Linked DNA regions of Sus scrofa: regions 1 and 2 are each linked to region 3. A link is a contact called in public Hi-C and HiChIP or PLAC-seq data. All regions are on one chromosome and are shown on one strand. The core of a region is the stretch at or near the end of the contact, and the rest is flanking DNA. Distances in the headings are between cores, read along the strand shown. Region 1 has its middle 40 kb from the start of ITSN2. Region 2 has its middle 61 kb from the start of ITSN2. Region 3 overlaps NCOA1 (nuclear receptor coactivator 1).

The links. Hi-C and Micro-C count contacts between places; a contact is called where the count stands out from the background. HiChIP or PLAC-seq counts read pairs in DNA pulled down with a chosen protein or histone mark.
Region 1: a contact with region 3 is called in a Hi-C map of skeletal muscle, with 5 times the contacts expected there. The contact joins two enhancer-like sites. A contact is called at or near these places in 4 of 47 Hi-C or Micro-C datasets (embryonic fibroblasts, epiblast stem cells, fetal skeletal muscle and 1 more) and 2 of 2 datasets of contacts at active chromatin or transcription factors (alveolar macrophages and skeletal muscle).
Region 2: a contact with region 3 is called in an H3K27ac HiChIP or PLAC-seq map of skeletal muscle. The contact joins two enhancer-like sites. A contact is called at or near these places in 2 of 47 Hi-C or Micro-C datasets (fetal skeletal muscle and skeletal muscle) and 1 of 2 datasets of contacts at active chromatin or transcription factors (skeletal muscle).

What each region holds. Positions count from the first base shown.
Region 1 is chr3:114,321,958-114,325,284 of Sscrofa11.1, forward strand. No RefSeq gene overlaps it. Among named protein-coding and RNA genes, the nearest start is that of ITSN2, 40 kb to the right of the region's middle. Within about 2 kb of position 2,049, at least 12 of the 83 cell types and tissues checked have an H3K27ac peak or open chromatin away from gene starts, as enhancers often do. A contact at or near this core is called in skeletal muscle, where this site is marked.
Region 2 is chr3:114,300,758-114,303,773 of Sscrofa11.1, forward strand. No RefSeq gene overlaps it. Among named protein-coding and RNA genes, the nearest start is that of ITSN2, 61 kb to the right of the region's middle. Within about 2 kb of position 1,279, at least 14 of the 83 cell types and tissues checked have an H3K27ac peak or open chromatin away from gene starts, as enhancers often do. A contact at or near this core is called in skeletal muscle, where this site is marked.
Region 3 is chr3:114,075,083-114,078,495 of Sscrofa11.1, forward strand. The region is part of intron 3 of NCOA1 (nuclear receptor coactivator 1); the gene reads right to left. Among named protein-coding and RNA genes, the nearest start is that of NCOA1, 22 kb to the right of the region's middle. Within about 2 kb of position 1,304, at least 1 of the 83 cell types and tissues checked has an H3K27ac peak or open chromatin away from gene starts, as enhancers often do. A contact at or near this core is called in skeletal muscle, where this site is marked.

The DNA of each region.
Region 1 (3,327 bases), core at 799-3,298, 250 kb after region 3:
CCTAAATGTCCACCAACAGGACACTAGTGAAATCATGGCATTATGAAATCATGGAATACTTAGAGGCTAGAGAAAAGATTGAGGAAGCTCCTTAAGTACCAAAAAGGAAGCAGATCAAAGATAACTTAAGTGAGAGAAAAAAAAAAAAAAAAGACGCGGAATAGTACATAGAGCATTCTTGCGGTAAAAGGGGGAAGACGATATATACATGCATTTGCTTAAATACATATAAAATCACCCTGAGACGACACATCAAAATGGGTTGCCTCTGGGGAGGAGAACTGGACATGTGGGGAGCAAGGGTGGAAAGTCTTCACAACTGTTTGTGTTCACTAATTTTGAGCCATGTGAGAGAACTACATCTTAACATAAACCCTAGGTTTCCCTGGAGCAGTACTGCAGTAGCGCTGCATGATAACACAACAGAGGTGCCTGCGATGAAGGTAACCTTTAGGCGCAACCATTGCGTCCTTGGCCACCGTAAAAAATCTGCCTTACGTTTCACTCGTGCCTGAAAATGAACTGGGTCTGTTTTTAGGGATTGCTCTAGGTAGACAAACTGGCTTGACACTGCCCTACAACCATGGTGGCCAATTACAGAAAGTTTCTTACCCTTTGACAAGGATGTGGACCTCTGGGGTGGAGAACGAAAAAGGCCACCCTGCAGAAGGCTAGAGCACTGATTTAGCAACAAAACTTTTCTGAAGAGAACAGTTTCTGCACGGTGATCTCCATCTCCGGACACAAACAGCTCTCAGCCAAGCACAGCGACTGTGGTCACATGGCCAGGTCAGCCTGCTGTGCTATCTCCCAGGATGGTGCTGTTTGAGCAAAAGAAACAGCCAGAGAAATGCAAGCACCACAATGTAACATCACCACTTTTATAATTACAGGCTTATGTGTACCAGTAATTTATCAATATTTCTAAATATCTTCAAGGCTATTTTATTGTATGATAATAAGAAATAATTTATATTCGGAGTTCCCATCGTGGCTCAGTGGTTAACAAATACAACTAGGAACCATGACACTGCAAGTTTGATCCCTGGCCTCGCTCAGTAGGTTAAGGATCCGGGGTTGCCATGAGCTGTGGTGTAGATTGCAGACACGGCTCAGATCCTGCGTTGCTGTGGCTCTGGCGTAGCCTGGCAGCAATAGCTCCGATTAGACCCCCCAGCCTGGGAACCTCCATATGCTGCAGGTGCGGCCCTAGAAAAGACAAAAGAAAGAAAGAGAAAGAGAGAGAGAGAGAAGGAAGGAAGGAAGGAAGGAAAGAAAAAAAGAAAGAAGGAAAGAAAGAAACTTATATTCAAAAAGTAAACAAATGTGCTCAGCTTTGAGGAAACTGTCTCCAGAGCACATCACCATCATAATGATTGCACCATATTAAGTATGCAAAAAGGAGAAACTAATTTAAACTCTTTTCTATATTGTATTGTATGATGATGGGCTATTGTTATTTGGAAAAAAGAGTAAAAATATTGGGCATAATAAGTTACAAGTGTATTTACTCCCTTTCAAGTATTTTCCATGTTAATTTTTATGACATGTTTAGTATCTGAGAATATATCTTGGCCATAAGAGATTCTGAACCTTTGTATAAATTAGATCTCTTTTAATAGAAGGAAGAAAAGACCTGATCCAAACACTGGCGTAAAGAAAACAGGAACTTACTTGATTATGTAACTGAACAGTCCAGGAATAGGGCTTGCTGCTCTGCTGCTGTCTTGGATTGAAGGCTTAAAAGCATCACCAGGGTGCCTCTCTCTGTTACAGCTCTGTTCTCAGACTGGTTCCCATTCAAGGGGTCAAGATGGCTACAGCCACTTTGGCTCTTACATTAAAGGTAAAATTCTAGCGGGACAGGGAATGAATCTCTCTTCAAGAAGTCCCAGCAAGGTATCATTACTTCTCATTGATTCTGAATCAGTCTGGCCAAAGGAATGCAACATTTGGATTGATTTAGGTCACAAGTTCTGTGCCTGAGACAGAGCTGAAGCCCCAGGCAAAGCAGCCACACTGGGGAGGCAGGGATTTCCACAGATGGGAATAAGAGTAGAATTACCAGCAGAAGGTGGCTGTGTGGTGGGCAGAGAAGAGAACAGCTGTCAGCAAACAGCTGTAGCCTGAGATAATTGGTGTGCAGTGGAAATCTAGTAGGAATGAGGATCTCAAGAAAGAGGCACACTGAAAGAAAGAGGGTGAAAAATAGATGTTTACAGCCATCACTTGACATTAATAGTTTAAAAAGTCAACATTTCTGGACTTATGCAGTTTCAAAAAGAAAGAATAATTCATGTTCCTAGGCTTAATATGCAACTTCAAAAAGCAGGAATAATTGCTTTATTATTCAAAACTGAAAAAAAAAGTCATAAAATGAGCTCTGAGAAGAAAATTTTATCCTGAGAATTACTGAAAATATAAGATTACTCTCATCCAAAAGCATATCAGAAGTAAAAGACAGTGCTGGGAATCAGCTACTGTCAGTTCTAGATGGAATGTCTAATTTGAAAGTGATTTATTCTTCTCCGTGTGAGGCTCCTGTAAAATATGGAAATTGGAGGTGATTCATACAACTCATGCAGTGGTGAGATAAGAGCTAGAGCCAGAAGTTTGGGTTATAAGCAGAATGACTTTTTAAAAGTTTTACAGTCAGTTTCTGTATGCAAGTATTTAATGGCAACAAATGTAGTCCAAGAATTTTTCTAAGTCACTGCAGAAAATTAATAATTATCGGGGGAAGAAAAACATTTTACTAGTTTCTGAAGAGGCATTGTCCTGCCTTTGGCACAGGGCCGGGTGGATTTAGCGTGTATAATTTCTCTTGAGCTCCTCTGGCAAGGGCTATTAGTAGCCTACCCAACAGCTATTGCCTACTTCTTTCTTGCTTAAAAAAATAATTACATAAAATAAAAGCTCTATTGCAACTGGGCAATGATGTGGCCAGCTTCAGGGCCCGAGCAAATCACGTCATTCTCATTTCCCTTTTGTCAGTGTAGCGATGGGCATGTGGTCAAGTTAGAGCCCAAGATGTATGCCAGGAGCCTCAATATTTCTCCCTGCTTAGGGAGACAAGAGAAAGAAAGAAAGCCCTTTTGCTCACCACCTTCCTCCCTGCTGAGGATATAATGTTTAGAGCAGTTTCGCCATCTGGTGGCGAGAATGGTCAGGACATGCGCACAGCCTTTGTGCCTGTGCCCAGCACCCAGTCATCACCTGCTTTCACACGTTTTGTGAAGTGGCATATTATGGCTCACGTCATTTGAGTACTTTTAGCCAAAGCCATTCCTAAATGATATAGCTCCTCCTCAAATTTCTGGCTTGTAA
Region 2 (3,016 bases), core at 29-2,528, 230 kb after region 3:
GGCAACGCCGGATCGTTAACCCACTGAGCAAGGGCAGGGACCGAACCCGCAACCTCATGGTTCCTAGTCGGATTCGTTAACCACTGCGCCACGACGGGAACTCCTGATTTCTCAGTTTTAATTTCACATATCATACACATCAATAGACATAATCTAAACAAACAAAAGCTTTTTGGAGTCCTTGATAATTTTAACAATGTAAAAGAACTTTGAGAGCAAAACTTTGAAACTACTGCCCTAAAGAAAAAAAAAAAAATCTCCCTATGTTCCCCAAGAGACACGTGCAAGGTTATTTGCTGCAGCCATGTTTGTGATTTAAAAACATTTTTCTTGGGTGTGCTCCCTGGTGGCCTAGTGGTTAAGGAGTCAGTGCTGTCACCACTGTGGCATGGGTTCAGTCCCTGGCCTGGGAACTTTCACATGCCGTGGGTATGGCCCCCTGAAATTTTTTTTTATTAAAGTCTATCAATAAGGGAATAAACAGATTTCTATATAGTCATATAATAACATCTCTCTCTGAAATTAAAACGAAGTAGATTTACATGTACTAACGTAGATGATTTTGAAACATGTTGAAATTTTTAAATGTTGCAAAAGCAGAGGTACAGAGTGATAAACCATTTACATACATTTCAAAAACAGAGAGAAGGCTACTATTGCTTACGGCTATATCCCATTCGTAGAAAGAATATTCACCCTTGGAGGTGGATACACAGGAAGATACATACCAACCTTGGGATGCCAGTGGTGAGTGGAGCCAGAGAAAGCAGGGAAGATTCAAATGTGTATGTAAATTGTTCAGAAAAAGATGTGAATAAATACGGCACAAAGTTAGCATTTGCTACTTCGGGGCCATTGGTATTGTTCTGCACATTTCTGCTCATTTGAAACATTCCTCTGTTGAAATATACTTATTTTTAAAGGCCTCTGTGCATTTGCCTTCAGTTAGCAAAGAAAAATTCAACTGGCTGGTTCCCAGGGGAATACATTTCCTCCATCCGGGGCGGGACAGCCAGCTGCCCTGTTTTGCTGGCTGCTTATTGACCCTAATAGATGGCTTGGGATCTTCGAAGGGTAATGTCTTTTCTGTGTGCAAAGCTCTTGATCCTGGGTTCTCGGTCATAGCTGCAAAGGAAATTCTCCCTCAGATTTCTTACAGAACTCCTGCAGCTGTCAGGCAGGGCAAGAAGCCAGCATACCCAGAGAACAACTCGAGCAGCATCAGCACAGTTCCCGCTTGGGGCAGGACTCCCAGCACAAAGTATCCTGTTCCTTTTCCTTTTCCTTCTGAAGCCAGAGAGCAAGCCTTTGATTCATGTGGCGATGATATCATGTAGCCTGCTGGGTGTAGCTGGGCTCTAGGCGTGCATCTGGAAGGCACCTAATCCCCCTAGCACTCCCTGGAGCCTCCTGAGCCCCACTGGATAATTTCATGGTAGAGCTGAGATGACATTTTTACCTTTAAATTCATCCATTCAGCCCAGAGGCCACTTAGCTTCCCTGAATTTTTATTAAGAATACCCTCAGCAATAATTTTCAGACTTCATAGCCTCTGATAAAGAGGAAAGAGCTTGATATTCCGGTTTTGTTTCTGTTTGAAGAGTGTATCCCCAAAGGAATAGTATGTGTCCCAGATTCAACACAGCTGTTAATTAGAGCTGAGAACACTTGGTTGACCCCTGTGCGGCTAATTGCTAGAATTGAGAAGCGTCTCTAAGGGCCTCATATGATAACAACTGAAAATTGTACTGAGCATCACCTAACGCTTCTGGAAGCAGTTCAGGATGGGAAGCAATAGGCTCCCTGTGGTTCCAGGCGCAGAAGAGGCAGCTATGTGCTGAAGGAGCAGTATTAAGGATTCTCTTCAGTGATTAAACACCCACATTTCACTTTGGATGTGTGACTTGAGGCCGTGTGCTCGGAAGGTCTCATCAGAGAGCTCAGAAGTGTGCGGCAGAGCACGTGGCCCACTTGGGAGGACTTCAACCATCCTCAGACATCTCACCCCAGTGCTCCTGCCTCCACCACCTCCGGCCGGTGCTGTGGGACAGGGCATGAGACAACGCCTGTGGGGACCCTCAACCAGGTTCTGAGGCGCAGCTGGTGCAATTGGTCTGTTTCCCCATCTTAAAATGACACATCTAGCTCTTACGAGGAGAAACATGTATGGAAATCACCAGTTCCCAGTGGGACACACAAGAGTGGTGACTACCTCTCCTCCCCCGTTTGCTCTGTGGGCAGAGAAGACAGTGGAAATAACCAGAAACAGAAAGGAAGGCTGGCAGATAGAGAGGGCAAGAGCTGGGCCTGGTGGGAAAGAAGAGGAGATAACAGAGGCCAGAAAAGTAACGGGCAAGGTCAGAAAGATCGGGCAGGGGCGGTGAGGACATGGTTAGAGAGAAGTGGGGCGGCGAGGAGGAGGCCAGGGTGGAAGAGGAACACTGGAGAGACAGAAGAGAGCTGGATCCTTCTTCCCCAGGTCCAGGGAGTAAAATCCGCAGAGCTGACCATGTTTTGGCCTTCTCAGCCAAGAGGCCCAGAGCAGACCCCAGCTACTTTAGTGCTCTGGCTGACTCTACTCCCTCAGCCTGGCCCCGGGAATGTCGCCTGGAGCCAGCAGTGTAAGGAGAGACGTGTGATCCCTTTTCCAGGAGAGGTCCAAACCGTGGGTCCAATTCCAGGAAGTGACAGCGGTGGAGAGCAACCAGAGTCAGCTCAGAGCCGGAGAGGGGAAAGACCCAAGGGAGCTGAGGGAAAAAAAGATCAATTTCATCTTCTTCTAGACCAAGACTGGCTGAAGATGGTACCCCGTTGCAAGGACAACTGCATCTCTTGAGTCTCCCATTGGACCTTTTCAGGCCTTTTTCCTCTGAAGGGACAGCTCTCACTAACAAATGTGCCTGGAGGAAGCCCTGTGTGCTCAGCCGGGCAAACAGGCACAGCAAGGGTGGCTGCCATCTGCAGGCAACATGCTGGAAAAGAAGCTAACACAGGAATGACAATGTGCAACACAGAA
Region 3 (3,413 bases), core at 54-2,553:
GTAGGTCGGTGGCTATACCTCTGATTCGACCCCCAGCCTGGGAACCTCCATATGCTGCGGGTGTGGCCTAAAATGCAAAACAAACAAACAAACAAACACCTATTTTTCAGAAAAGAAAAAGGCAACATCTTTTGATTAATTTGGAGATTCAAATTAGATGAGATAAAAAAAGACAGAGTTTAAAGAAAAAAACTTTGCATAATTGGTAGAAAGGATTTCAAAATGAATTTTGAGCATTGGTGGTTACAGTGGTGAGCACAGCTGCCTTCCAAAATGAGTTTTGTGACTTCGTAAACTCATCCAGTGATGTATTTTTCCACTTGTATCTACCTTATTTTTGTAAGGTGTCTTTTTCAGCTGATTATTTAAGTCAAATATTAAAATAAACTGAACTTAGAACTATCTCTTCAAATCACTGCATCACCAAGCATTCGACTGAGATTTTTAAAATAATGAAGCACAACCACACTATTCTCATGAAAAATATTGCTAATATTTTAACAAGAACAAAAAGAAATAAAACAATTTTTATTCCACCTGACTGTTGTGTGACTATTTTTCACTTAGTTCATAATGCAAAGAGGAAAGGGAGGTGATTAATAATCTAAAACCCTTAACACTAGACAAATCCTTTGCTAAACTGTTTTGGATTTAGATGAGCGCAGGAAAGCACTCTCATACCTAATTTTTCTTTAAGTCAGAATTAGCTATAAATTTCATAACAGGTGATTAATGTCTTTCAGTTTATGTGACAATATGGATAACTGAGATATAGACATATCAATTTTTTTAAAAAGATCTAAAAATTCCTTTAAATGTTTTTAGCTATTAATCGAATCAATGCAAATACAATTTAACTTTAAAGAACAGAGCCTTAACTGTGGCACAATGGGAGCAATGGCATCTCTGCAAGTGCTAGGAAGCAGGTTCAATCCCTGTCCCAGTAGAGTGGGTCAAGGATCCGTTTGAGGATCTGTTGTGACTGCAGCTGTGGCTCAGATCTGACCCCTGGCCCAGGAACTCCTTATGATGTGGGGGGAGGGGGCAAAAAAAAAAAAGCGAACAGTTTAGGTATAACAAAGTGTCATAGTTCAGAGTAAGAAATAGAATTGACATAGAAAGGCCAGTAAAAAACCTGGCCATGTCATGGTGAACCAGTTCCAAGGACCCTATCACCCAGCTTCTTAAGCACTACCTTCTTGTTTTCATCTGGTTTTCAGGGTGTCCTTCTGGCTCCTTGCTCTCTGGCTCCTAGTGACCCTGTCTACTCTCAGAGCCATGTTAGCCTCTCCCTTGCTCTCTCCATGTCTGTGTCTGGCTATCTCTCGAAGTTACCTATTGTCTGAGGAGGGGCTGGGAGAGACTGAGACCCACTCCTGGAGATTGGCCAGCAGTGGGCACAGGGCTGGTATGCAAACTTTGAGCACCAGGAGGCCCAGGGATTTACCTGGATTACTTGGTGCAATTATTTTTAGGGCATTCGTGAAATCCAAAGAACTTAAAAGTTCTTCACTGCAGTAGGCCTGGAGTCCCTGCAATCTCCTGTTTCCAGAGACTTTCTGGGACTTCTCCAAGTTCTCCCATTGACTGCACCTGACCTCACTGACAAGCTGGGAAGTTATTCTAGTAACTGGCCTCTGGAATATGCAGCTGGTCAGCCTTACAGGGAGTGCAGAACTTTCACCAGATCTCTGCTTGGCCTTGGTTACATGGACTCATCGTTTCCTCTGAGAAGTCTGGGGCATCATATTTCTTCTGAGCTTCTCCAGAAAGGGTTGGCTTGGAAAAGAGGTCGACAAAGGCTGTCCCATGGTCACAAGAGTTGTCCTGCTGACCTTCTCCTGAGATGCAGACAGCCTGTCCTTTGCTGGAAATGCCTATTTTGGTTTTTTTTTTTAATTATAAATGAAATATGTACTTAAAATGTTTTAAAATATGAAAATAGAGTAGATAGTATAAGATCTGCCAAAATCTCACCCCCAAGAAATTGGTAACATTTCAGGGAATCCCAGGAGACTATTGCTAGGAAAATACAAACATCTCTAATTTCTAAAAGTATGTCTGATTAATATAACCTGCTAATACTTATTCTACAAGTTTCCCTCATATGCTGTGCATATAATTAACTTCCAAGTGTGCTGCTGGGAAGGAATCTTTCTGTTTCTCCAAGTCCTGACCGCTGGTCGTATGCTGAACTGCACACAGGAAGTGATAACAAACGCCTCTCCACTCAGCACAGCATCCCCAGTCAGAAGGGTCTTCTCTCCACCCAGGACATTACTCTTTGGAGAAGACCACCTTGGGTCTCAATGCAGGGTTCACACTAGCCAGAGCTTCTCCCAAGGCCCTCGCTTTAAATGACTACACAGGCTTCACTGAGTATCACCTAAGTGTCAGTCAATGGACGAAGGTCTATGAATGAAATATATATTCTCAACAATTTTACCATCTCTGGAGGAGAAAAAGACAAGTACATGTGGTCACATTATAGCACAACAGAGGAATTCCTAAAGGTTAAGCACAGAATGAAGCACCCAAATCGGCAAAGTTGCCCATCTGGTTGTTGTTGTTGCTCCAAAAATGGTTGTTGTAGTAAAGGTTTCCTGGGAAAAGGCCACACGATACCTGAGCCAAGGCTTGAAGGACACAGAGCAGTAAATCAGGTGGATGAGGGGTAGAAAGGACATTCAAAACAGAGGAAACAGCTCAGAGGTTAAAAAAAAAAAAAGAAAAGAAATCTTGTATGTACTTGTCCTGTGTTATACTTAATAACAAAGTTTTTTGGTTTTTGTGGGTTTTTTTGTTTTTGTTTTTGTTTTGAAAAGGCTTCAGGGAAAAGCAACTAACAAAACAAAAACAAAACAGAATTTATCCTAAAAGCCACGGAGATTATTCTGAAGGCAATAAGCAAGACAGTGACATGATCTGCTCTAACAAGGATCCGTCATCAGTGGGTGTGGCATACAGATTAGAAGCAAGGAGACAAACTACAATGCTATGGTGATGCTCCAGTTCAAATGAGAACCTAAATATAGGCGATGGCAGTGGAAGGGATAGAAGAGAATTCCCCAGAGGCAGAATAAACAACATTTGGTAACCTCTAGCAGCTGTGGGAATGAGCACTTGGGGTTTCCTTCATTAACGACTTCAGGGTTCTGGTAGATAAGTGCCTTTCCCTAAGAAAAGGAATTAAAAGGGGAAAAAAGAGAGATCCGGGCTAAAGACAGACATGTGCAGCTTACAGGTACACACACTCTCATTTGTTTGCTTGTTTGTTCGTTTACTTGTTTTTAACTACAACAATTTTTCCCCTTCCATAGAATATCTGATTTCCTTTGAGGAATTACTTCTCCCCCATTTAATAAAGCCTCATGGGATTCTTAATTAGGCCACTGGGAAAACGTCCTCCCTAA